2 separate regions of the Bicyclus anynana genome follow, and region 2 is linked to region 1. Evidence: chromatin contacts called from public Hi-C data. All regions are on one chromosome and are shown on one strand. Each heading gives the region's core, a stretch centred on a gene start, on an enhancer-like site or on the middle of the called end of the contact. The rest is flanking DNA. Distances are from core to core; before and after follow the strand shown. Region 1 holds the start of LOC112044972 (3-phosphoinositide-dependent protein kinase 1). Region 2 holds the start of LOC112044954.

Region 1 (5,615 bases), core at 2,019-4,518:
AATGATCCCCTGGGGGTGCCCCTACAACGTCTATGAATACCACTGTTAATCAGCGAGCAAAAGACGTTTTACTCACTAGACAGGCATTAGATTAATTTAAATAATGAGGTTGGTCCTTGAAGTATTTAATATAATATATCATAGTTGTTTATTTCAATTTAAAATGACAGCCTGTTTGTACAAAGGTGCGCCCAACATTCACCTCTGGACTTAGCATGCGGCTAAGTGTAGAGAAATAGACAAAATATCGACCAATGGCGGCGTAGGAACTTTGTAGTATCGACATCTGACGATACACCGGTTTCGGGGAGAATCGTGCTTAGAATTTTTTGTTGGATCTGGGCGACGTTGTCGCATGAATTCCTCATAATTACTACAGATAATTACTCTAGTACTAGGTAATGTATATGTACATTACATAAATATAATATTATTCTATGAATGAGTTTCATTATCATTTACGTGTTCAGCCATCACTCGTTGCAAATATTAAAAACCTCAGATAATATGTTTACGTAAGAGCCAATGAAATAATAACAATATACGTACTTCTATACATGTAGATTTAAAATTAAAATATTAAATATCTTGATTAAATTCAAAGAAATAAATATTTTTAGGATTCCAAACGTACGTAGTACGAAAAGAGAACTGTCCGTCTGTTTTCTCCAAATCTACAGGACCAATTATTTTATAAACATTTCAGCACGACGAGCATTTCAGCATTTCAGACGAGGCTACAGTATTACACATTATTGAAATAAAAGGTCCATAGCAGTATATGAGTTATGACGTGAAAAAAAATAAAAACTCCTTTTACATTTTTTTGCACGTACGTGCAAACTACTTTCACGTGACGTTTATATTTTAAACATGCTTAAGTTTTATTTATTAGGTGTTAGCTTAGGTGTTGAGTTAACTGTCCAAATTACCCCATACCTCATTTTTACACACTATAAAGTGTTTGTTTTTTATTAAGAGTCCCTACACACTAGCGTTTTTCCAGCGTAGGCGTTTGATAAACGTACACGCGTCGCATGGCGGTGTCGACGGCGTTTGGTGTCATGTAATCGTGTGCAATCAAATAATTATGTGATATGCCATCTCGATTCTCATTCATAAAATATTACCTATTCGAAAGTAAGAAAAAATATTTTAAACATTTTTTCAAATTTATACGAATATTTAAAGACGTAAAGTGACATATGTTTTTTACCGAAAGCTATATCTTCACCGAGTATATATTTTATTCCACAGGCACACTAACTAAGCAGGTGAAACCGCGGGGCATTTGCTAGTGCAAGGACAAAATGATCTTTCACTTTACTCCATAATCGCACCCAACCTATTCTCCCATCATATTATCCTTTTTGAAGTAACATCTTTACGCACGTTTGAATGGGGATGATGACTAGGTTTGAATATTTTGATTTTTATGAAACATTCGGGTAAATAAGGTCAATATTAACTAATTAATATGTAATAACCAAAAAGATTGACTGGATGTTTGCAAAATAAATAAGATGTGAAAAATCGACATCGATATCGAGCTGGCTAAAAAAGTTACAGACGTCAATCTGGAAACCGTAAATATTACAGAAAAAACTGCAAAAGACATTTTTTGTAGACAATTTTATGAGAAACAATTTTTATAAGGACTTCTATTGACCTCCGAGCAATAGGTCTGATATTCGTGACCTTTTGACCTTTGTAACATTATTAGCCGGCATGATATCGATGTGGACCCCCAAAAATTCACCCAGTAGGAATTTTTCCCCAGATGAAACCTAGTATTATACATAATTAACTAATACGCCACAGGCTTGGCATCGCCTTCAAAGTGATTATTTTTCGCTTTTTAGTTTGTCTTTGTGATTTTGAAGTCGGTTGAATTTTTTTAACAAAAAATATTTTATTTTTTAGGCGACCAACTTAAAATCGAAAATTGCATACTAAATTCGTAGTAATGAAAAAATAATACTAAAATAAAACTAGAAAGCTGATATTTGGTATGGGTATGTATATTAATTAGGTAGGTACGTCTACAAAGTGGTAAAAAGAAAATAAAATAAAAAATTTGGAGTTCCTTCCCTACATGCAAAGTGAGGATAAATTTTTGATCGTCTATGCCTTGATTTGAGTATCGTTTCGTTATTTTTATTTTTGTGCATTACATAAGGGATTAAAGTGCTGACTTAATCTACGGAACCCTCCACTACGTGTGGCCCGACATGCACACTTTTATTATTTTTTCGTTTTTTTAAGCAAATCCATCAATAGTTTCCTCGTCGGAATCTATTTTGTTATGTTGCATCGTTAGCGCCGCGTTTAACTAACTGCAGAGGAAACGCCTCGATAACGCGACGTTTTTTTTGCGCTGCCGCGGCAAACGTTCATTGAATAGGACCTACGCAGGACAAACGCTAGTGTGAAAGGGCCCTAATTTCAGCAACTGACTATTATTTTATCAGTTATTATAGGAATTAAGTAATATAAACAACAAACAGAAAAATGCTTGCTTATGTATGGTTCGCCCAAAATGTCGCTACACGTTTTCGTGAGGCAATATGCCACAGTATATTCGCCCGATAGCACGTCATCTATTTCCACATAGCGGCTTGGCTATCGCAAACGAGGCCCCCCATTTTATACGTCACCCGGACGTAGATTTCACGGCACGGGGGCGTCGGGAATAATGATTACTTACAATATTTCAATAAACGTCTCAGCCATGCTGCCAATGGTCATTGGCTCATTGGTCAGTCGTTAGCCGTAAACCCTGATTGTATGTGAATCAATAATCCCAAAATTAAATGCATAAATAATTATATAATATAAAAAATACCTACATTTAATATAGAATACGACCAATTAAAACAATATCTATTTTGATAAACAAACGACATTGACTTGACAAGATTAGATTCAAGGCCGTCTAGACTAATATGTATTGTGAAAGTTGGTTAGGTTGTAGGTGCGAATTAAAGCTTTCTAATCTAAAACTACTTATATTATGTGAACATTTTTATAAAGCGTCTATGCCACTGAAAGATATCTGAATTTCATACCATTACAGCTTCAACACGGCAAAATACTTCGTTTATTGACTTTTGGCAATTTCATCGCGAAATGTAATACGATAATTGACTATTAATCACACCTCTTATTAGAGAATACACTAAAAAAACGAGTCTAAAAACAGTCACACACGGATATATCTTTTATTGTTTGCAATTTTCTCAAAAAAAACATGGATTAACATCTGACAGACATGAGACAGTAGGTAGGTAACAGAAGCAGACATTGCCCGCACACGTCAAAGTTTTTCACTTTGAAAACAGGTAGCGCCATCTCTTGACAGTTATTAACTTCACGAACTAGTCAGACTTATTTAACGTAAAAATACGTATAGAGGGCATTTTCATGAGGTCATATTTGGGATTGGGATGTCTTCTGAATTTATATATGGTACCTACAAAAAGCAGGAAATAGGAATACTTAACTTTTACGACAATATTCATTAATCCATTTCATAATAATATTATGTCATGTAAATGTACGTATTGTACATAAGTTAGCTCCATGTTGGCTTTTTTTGGTGTTTATTAATTTCTAATTCAGTGCCTGATATCCGATAGACTTCTTACGTTAGCTCTTTGAAACGTATGAAAAATGAAAGTAAACATGAAATCCTTTTTTCACGTTGTTGACTGTATGTAACCAAGAGTCCAAGAAAGAGATAATCAGATACAAATTGCGTTTTTATTTACACTAGTTACGCAGACTATGCATAATAGTAAAACGTATCGTTACCGACGTCTGGTACCAACTCCCTTTAACATCAGCTATCTGGCAGTGATAATTCTGTCAAAATCGGTTCAGCCGTTGTAGAAATTAGAGGTGACACAGATTTTTCTCTATTTTTTTGTTCTTTAAAAGTGACCCATTGACTAAAATGTCACCTGATGGTAAGTGATGATGCAATCTAAGGTGGAAGTGGGCTTGTTAGGAGGAGGATGAAAATCCACACCCCTTTTGGTTTCTGCACGACATCGTACCGGAACGCTAAATTGCTGGGTGGAACGTCTTTGCCGCAATGGTGGTAACTAGCCACAGAAGAAGCCTCCCATCAGGAAGACCCAGCCGGGGATCATACCCAGGACCATTGTAATTCAGATTCTTGTAAATCCATCGAGCATACCCAGTGGTACTCCATGGCGCACATGTAGGAGATCAAAACAAAATAACTATGGAACTATGAAACCAACACTAACGCGTGGCACGGTTTGACTACGATCAAATGAAAAATATGGCAAAAATATTTCTTGAGAGCTTCCAGAGCCGTGATAGCCCAGTGGATATGACCTCAGCCTTCGATTCCGGCCCAGGGCATGCGGCTCGAACTTTTCAGTTGTGTGCATTTTATGAAATTTAATATCACTTGTCTGAAACGGTGAAGGAAAAAAATCTATCTACCAGAGAATTTTCTTAATTCTCTGCGTGTGTGAAGTCTGCCAATCCGCATTGGGCCAGCGTGGTGGACTATTGGCCTAACCCCACTCATTCTGAGAGGAGACTCGAGCTCAGCAATGAGCCGCTGCAGTTTTCTTTAGTTTTAGATGCTGTTTTATTGGTCATATATGGTTTCGTATGCATTCAAGCTAGCTTTATTTTCTTTACCGATACGTATAAATTCTTCTTGCTTTCATGGATCATCTAATCATAAGAACTTTAGCTCTAGTGTTGCCTCTTTGAGTGATGATGATCATTCTCTCATGATGCATCATGCTTCGTATGCAGTTAGATCATGATGATCTAATTGCATACGAAGCCATTTATAAACAGATATTGTTAGACGAGCATGCATACGAAGCCATACATGGCTTCGTATGCTATTTTCTAAACATTACATTTCTAATTATGACTAATTATTGTTTAAGGTACATAAAATATTTTTCTTCTCTATCTCCTTCATAATTCATGCAATAAGGGGTTAATTTCTTCTTCTTCTTTAATTTAATGGCTTTTGGTTATGCCAAGACAGCACAATTTACTTTGCCAATGTCGCGTAGTTTGGGGAGAACAGTTTTCTTAATTTATCAAGATTATACTTTGAAACCCGTCAACCCGCATTGGAGCAAAGTGGTGTGTAAACTCCACATCTCCGCTCTTATAAGGCGGAGCCCATTGATGGGTCGTTAAGATAAGCTGATAATGATATTTTGCAATACGGATACTAAAATCTCTCATCCACATGCCTGAAGCGCTAACGGCTTGACAAAACAACACACGATCAGGTTTATCGGTCAAGGCCTCTGGGCTTCTAAGTTAGTGCTTCTTGACTGTCAGTAGCTGGCATTATGTACTTGGTGCATAATGCCAGCTACTGAAGCATGCAGGCTTGGTGTGTGCGAAATCGTGCGTGCGTGGAAGTTGATGAATCAGTCGTGGGTTTTCATTCATCGTTACACGCCCCCCGACCCGCGCGGACCATCGGGTGTTACGAACGAAGCTATAATTAATTTTATAAAATTGTTAAATCTATGAAAGGTTCAAAATAAAAGCCAAAAATTTCATACATCAATTTAATAATCGGAATTTAATACTGTATTACA
Region 2 (5,202 bases), core at 436-2,935, 140 kb before region 1:
TAATGATTTACCATGCCAGGTCCATTTTGTGGCAGAAAGAAAAACTCTCAGTAGAGCTCAGGACTTATGACCAACTGGGTGTAGGGTTAAGGAATTCCTTTAAAATCAATTAACACACCCTTCCTTGGTGTGTGTTAATTGATTTTAATGTATGTGTGGTGTTCTCCCTGTCTAGCCAAATTTGGTAAGATCTTACCAGAGCAGCTTTAGATACCCATTCTATTATAGAACTTGATACAGTACTAGTGAGGCTTAAGTTTATAAGCAAGTTATATGAAAGATTTTGCTGGTTAACCTCTCACAGTATCACCACTATTTCTATGAAATAAAAACTAACCAATTAGGAGCATAATATTTATTCACTTTTATACTGTAGTCTTTTGAAATGTTTAACACCCACGGCGCAGTAAGCTCTGCAAGTACTATACATTTAATTTGTTTGGAAAAAGATAAATTCTTTCAGCAGAATTTAGCAACATTCTCAGCAGAACCTGTCTTTGGGAGCCAGTGGTAGTCTTTACAAATAGTCTTGTAAACTTAGCTTACTTGAAATACATGAATTTTGAACATAAAGTAGGAATCTTGGTAATTCGTTGAACACCACCATGCCTCGGAGAGTCCTATGACCCTGTTTTATATTTAGATGGCCCAGCATCCATGTGTAACTCACCAAATGGGAAAACACAGGTATAAGACAGTTGATGAGCATCTGCTATAAAGTGTTTCTCTGTTATGTATAGGTGATTATTTTCATCCATACTACTTCTATTCGGACAAACCTTCGCATAATTATGATAGAACTTCACGTACAGGTAAGTTCGTTTAATCATTAATTATAAACAGGTAAAGTTTGTGACGTTGTATGGAGTTTTCTCTGGATCTACTAAACCAATTTCAAAAATTCTTTTACCAATAGAAAGCTACGTTATTTCCTAGTGTCATAGGCAATATTTTATCTCTGTATTCACATGGGAATGGAAACAACAAGGCTGAAACCACGGGGCGTTGACTGCTTTTATTTTAATATAAGGTAGGTACATCTTGTTATCAGCTAAAACTACAAAAACAATTTAGAATAGTAAAACACAATATTAGATCACGACTTTTACGGTAGTGCGCAGAAAATGTAGTTTCAAATGGAACATTCCGTACCTATTAAAATTTTTTTATCATTCCATGAGTAAAGAACACTTACTTCATCAGGACATGTTTCTACTTTCACGATTTTCATGTAACTTGGTTCAGGATACCGTTCGAAAACGGATCGAACGATCAACCTTCCAACTCCGTAGTTCTTGAGACTTCCAACTATTTCCCATAGTGTTTTACCCTTGAAATTCGTAGTTCTTCCAACGTATTTAATCACAGGCGAAGACATCCTTCTTTCTCGTAAAAGTTGTATTACTAAATTTAAGGTTATTACTTATGTAGGTGAAGTTATAAATGCCAGTTGAATTTTTACTAACTAATTAGCTATGTTATATGGTAACGCAAGTAATATTAACAATATTGTAATTTAGCTAGGAATTTAAGAATTCAAATTCTATACTTATAAAATAAATATTTATTTATGTTTAGGTTAGAACATAGAGTAAAAACCAAAATAATACAATACACTATGACTGTAAGCAAAGAGTATAATAAGTCTGTAAGTGTAATCTTTGACCAAAACCACACGGCCATGGGAATGAAATGAAAGTTGAAAGTTGAAACAGTCATACAAAATCAAATTTAAAAATTAGCAAACCTACCAGCGACATCTGGCATCGGTGGCGCTGTACTTTTTTTTAAGTTGCCATAATACTACACTAGAGGGCTGACTGTATGCTTTTTAGATCTCTGGAACATTTTTGTTTTTTTTTTGTTTTTTGCGGAAATAATGTTGTTATTTGCTAACTTTTTCATTTATGTAGATTTTCTTCTTCTCCTTGGGGGTTTTTAGCTTGAACGAACCAAAATTCTTAAAAAGCGCCATCTTTTGGCATATCTAATATTAAGCTACTTTTTCTAAAAAGTGCCATCTGTAGCCTGTGGAACTAAAATTAACGTTGCGCATCTAGTGTATTATCTATGACCACGGCCGTTGGACCGGACGTCAAGTCAAAGGTAAAAATATTTTGGTTTTACTCTGTGATAAATACAGATAATAAAAAAGTGGACTTGGCAAGAATAAGAATACATTTCAAACAAACTACGACATCTGGAATCGTTCTCAGAAAACTTGCAGTTTTGTACAGTAACATAGATGGCGCAAAGCCACATACTGATAAAATGTTATGTGTAGACAGAAAAATAAATAGATGAATCTCAAAAAAAAACAAAAACAACATAGAAAGACTGCATCGAAGTCAAGTGATTTTATTTTGGTGTTACGACTTACGATCAGTGCCATAATTTCCAAACCTAACAACGGGTCAGTCAACGGATAATTTTTTAATAGACTTTTAATCAGATAATATAACTTAAACGATGAACTTAGTGTGAGCTTCTATTTACTTGTTATAAATTACTTACAGGTGATTTGAGTCAATAGATTATAAAATTTTGACAAATAAATTATTAATATTTTTATTTGAACGTGTGGTAATATAATATTAATTCACTCGACGATGCACTTTGTGGCTAGCATTTGATTTGACATATTGGTGAGGATAGCAACCCTAGGCTTGCCGGCTATATTATATTTAGGATATCTACATATTATATAGATATATTCATTATTTTAGATTATTAGAAAATAGATATATTCTTTATCAATGGCACAGAGTAGTATGACAATGGCTTCAATAATGATTTCAAGTCTCTCTCACAGGTTCGCCCTCACCATTATTTTAACGAGAAATGAATCTAATAAAAATCATTGAGTAAGAAATTACTTTAGTTTTTGTTTCACGCTCTAGGTATGCATATTTTCGGAGAACGATTCAAGATGTCACACTTTTCATGGCAAACCATATTAATGGCAAGCGTAATTATGTAAATGTATACATGTATAATACATTATGCCAGTACCCAGCCCATAGAGGGAGGATCTTTTTCTTAGACCCAGCCCCAATGAGTTTTTATTTATTTAGTTAGCTAGCTAGCTACAAATTATGATGTGTGTCGTTTTCCAGACATTCTTTGTTTTACTACGGCACGCCAATTAGATGTCTATTAACTTCTAAGTCTACGCAAAAAGTTCAGAGTCCATTTTTGTACCACCAGCATGTGATGCCCACGGCAAGACCTTCCTACCTTATGTAAGTAGAGTATGGTAGACACAGAGTTTGAACCATGGTGGCTTTTGGCGGTACCTGGTTTCGATTCCCCAAACATCTTAGTTTAATGGTAATGTTTTGATATATTCTACGGGATATTGTGAGAAATCTCACAATCGTCAGACACTGTTTTACCTTAACAAATCTTCATCTGTAGCCCCCATGGTGGGAATATTATTTGACGAAAACCGTGATATTGGAGTAACAAAAGGAAACAATGTATAAAAAATCAACTTCAATTTATTTTCAATTTCTTATTTACTTAGTTACTTTATGGAATTCATGCAATACAAATGTTTTAAAATATAACTAGTATAGTTAACAGTTATTAAATTTTAAATGCAGATAGTTTATTAATAACAATGTCATGGAGTAGTCACATCCCAATTAATGTTGATGGCCAATTTAATCTATTATAGTTCGGTTTTTAGTTTCTGAAATTCTATTACTCCTAGATTATATATTTTGTCTAAAAGATCTTGGATTTAATCCCATTATAGTAAGCCCCCACTGAAATAAATACTTCCAGGCAAGTTCAGGCATTTAAAACTATTAAGTTAAATCATACAACGTAACATTTTCAATAGAAAACAAAACAAAATCTATGGTAAACTATGTGTCCCTGAAATTACTGATCTTTATTGTAACAATATTAAAATAACAAGTTGAATTACGCACACTGATTGAATAAAGTATGCAAAAATTTGAATTCATGAAATGTACAAAATATGTACCTAATTAAGGTATGTATGTTTCAAATATTTTAATTAATTAAATTCCTATGAAACAATTCTGTGACCACCTTTGGCAGTATTTCCGTATACTTTAGCTAAATTAAAACTATGGTGCATGGTATGCATAGCATGCATGACGGCTCCCATGACTGAATGATACTATCGAAGGCGAATTATGTTAGATGTTTACATGACAGATAATATTAGGTATTTAACCTAATTAATGTTTTATCATTGCTACAATTGTTTTGTATTTGCGAATATATTTTACCTATTCTTTACCACTGTACATTCGAATTTATGTTTTAGGACCCTTTTTTGCTCACATAAAACTTATTTATGCAACTTTATATTTGGTAAAGGTTTGCGTTACAAAAATTCTCGTACAAAATATATTGAGATTTGTTGTTTATTGTGTAAATAAAAGAACATAATTAAAAACATTTTACAAACTTGCCAGAATACTAATTTGACTTTTAGTTGCATCAATAATTTTATATGATTCGCAAACGTTAATAATATTTCCCAAAAATGGCAATAAATGTCCAATTTCGACAAATACGGCTATATATTTCGTAACATAATTATGTTATCAAATTGTGTCTACATGTTTTGTTTTATTTCATTAAAATGAAAATCGTTAACATTAGTGTGATACAGTGTATAATTACGAAGGTTCACAATCCACACTTAGCATTCCTTCTCATAGAAGCATTGCCCATTCCTGAACTGTACTACCCTCATAATTATTAAAAAGAGCTACTTAAAATTAAATAATCTGTCATACCATTATCATTACAGGCAGCTTGCAATATGTACTAATATGTTTGTTTATAATTCTCTACCATTTAATATCTGTACAACAGTCGCATTCCGTTGGCAAATAATTAAAAATAAAATAAATAATCATTAATTTAGCTATTAATTGCCTAGTTACCAACTGGAATGGGCTGCGTGAACACGCGGGTGGCGAATAACAACTTCTCTCTCGAGGCCAATACAAGTTTAAGTTAAAAAAGGCCCACGATACACACAATTACATTACGCTAACAATTTGAATAATAAATTACAACAAATATTTACAAATGACGGCAGATATCCACAATTAAATAACTTAAATAAGAACAATAATAATTTAAGACTGTCGGGACATACTAGTAGGAATCAGTCATTCAGTGGCAGTGCACCGACCGATCGGCAACTGGCGT

Evidence for each region. A called contact is a pair of places that touch in the nucleus more often than the background predicts.
Region 2: a Hi-C map of whole body shows a contact between it and region 1, with 3 times the contacts expected there. The contact joins the promoter of LOC112044954 here to the promoter of LOC112044972 in region 1. A contact is called at or near these places in 2 of 2 Hi-C or Micro-C datasets (whole body and whole larva).

Annotation. Positions count from the first base shown.
Region 1 is chr15:2,814,813-2,820,427 of ilBicAnyn1.1, reverse strand. LOC112044972 (3-phosphoinositide-dependent protein kinase 1) reads right to left here and starts at 3,268. Exons shown (of 6, transcript XM_024080995.2): 1 at 3,069-3,268. LOC112044971 reads right to left here. Exons shown (of 8, transcript XM_024080991.2): 8 at 5,572-5,615.
Region 2 is chr15:2,952,024-2,957,225 of ilBicAnyn1.1, reverse strand. It overlaps LOC112044954, which reads right to left and starts at 1,685. Exons shown (of 3, transcript XM_024080972.2): 1 at 1,196-1,685. The coding sequence starts at 1,378. It overlaps LOC112044972 (3-phosphoinositide-dependent protein kinase 1), which reads right to left. Exons shown (of 6, transcript XM_024080995.2): 6 at 3,483-5,202.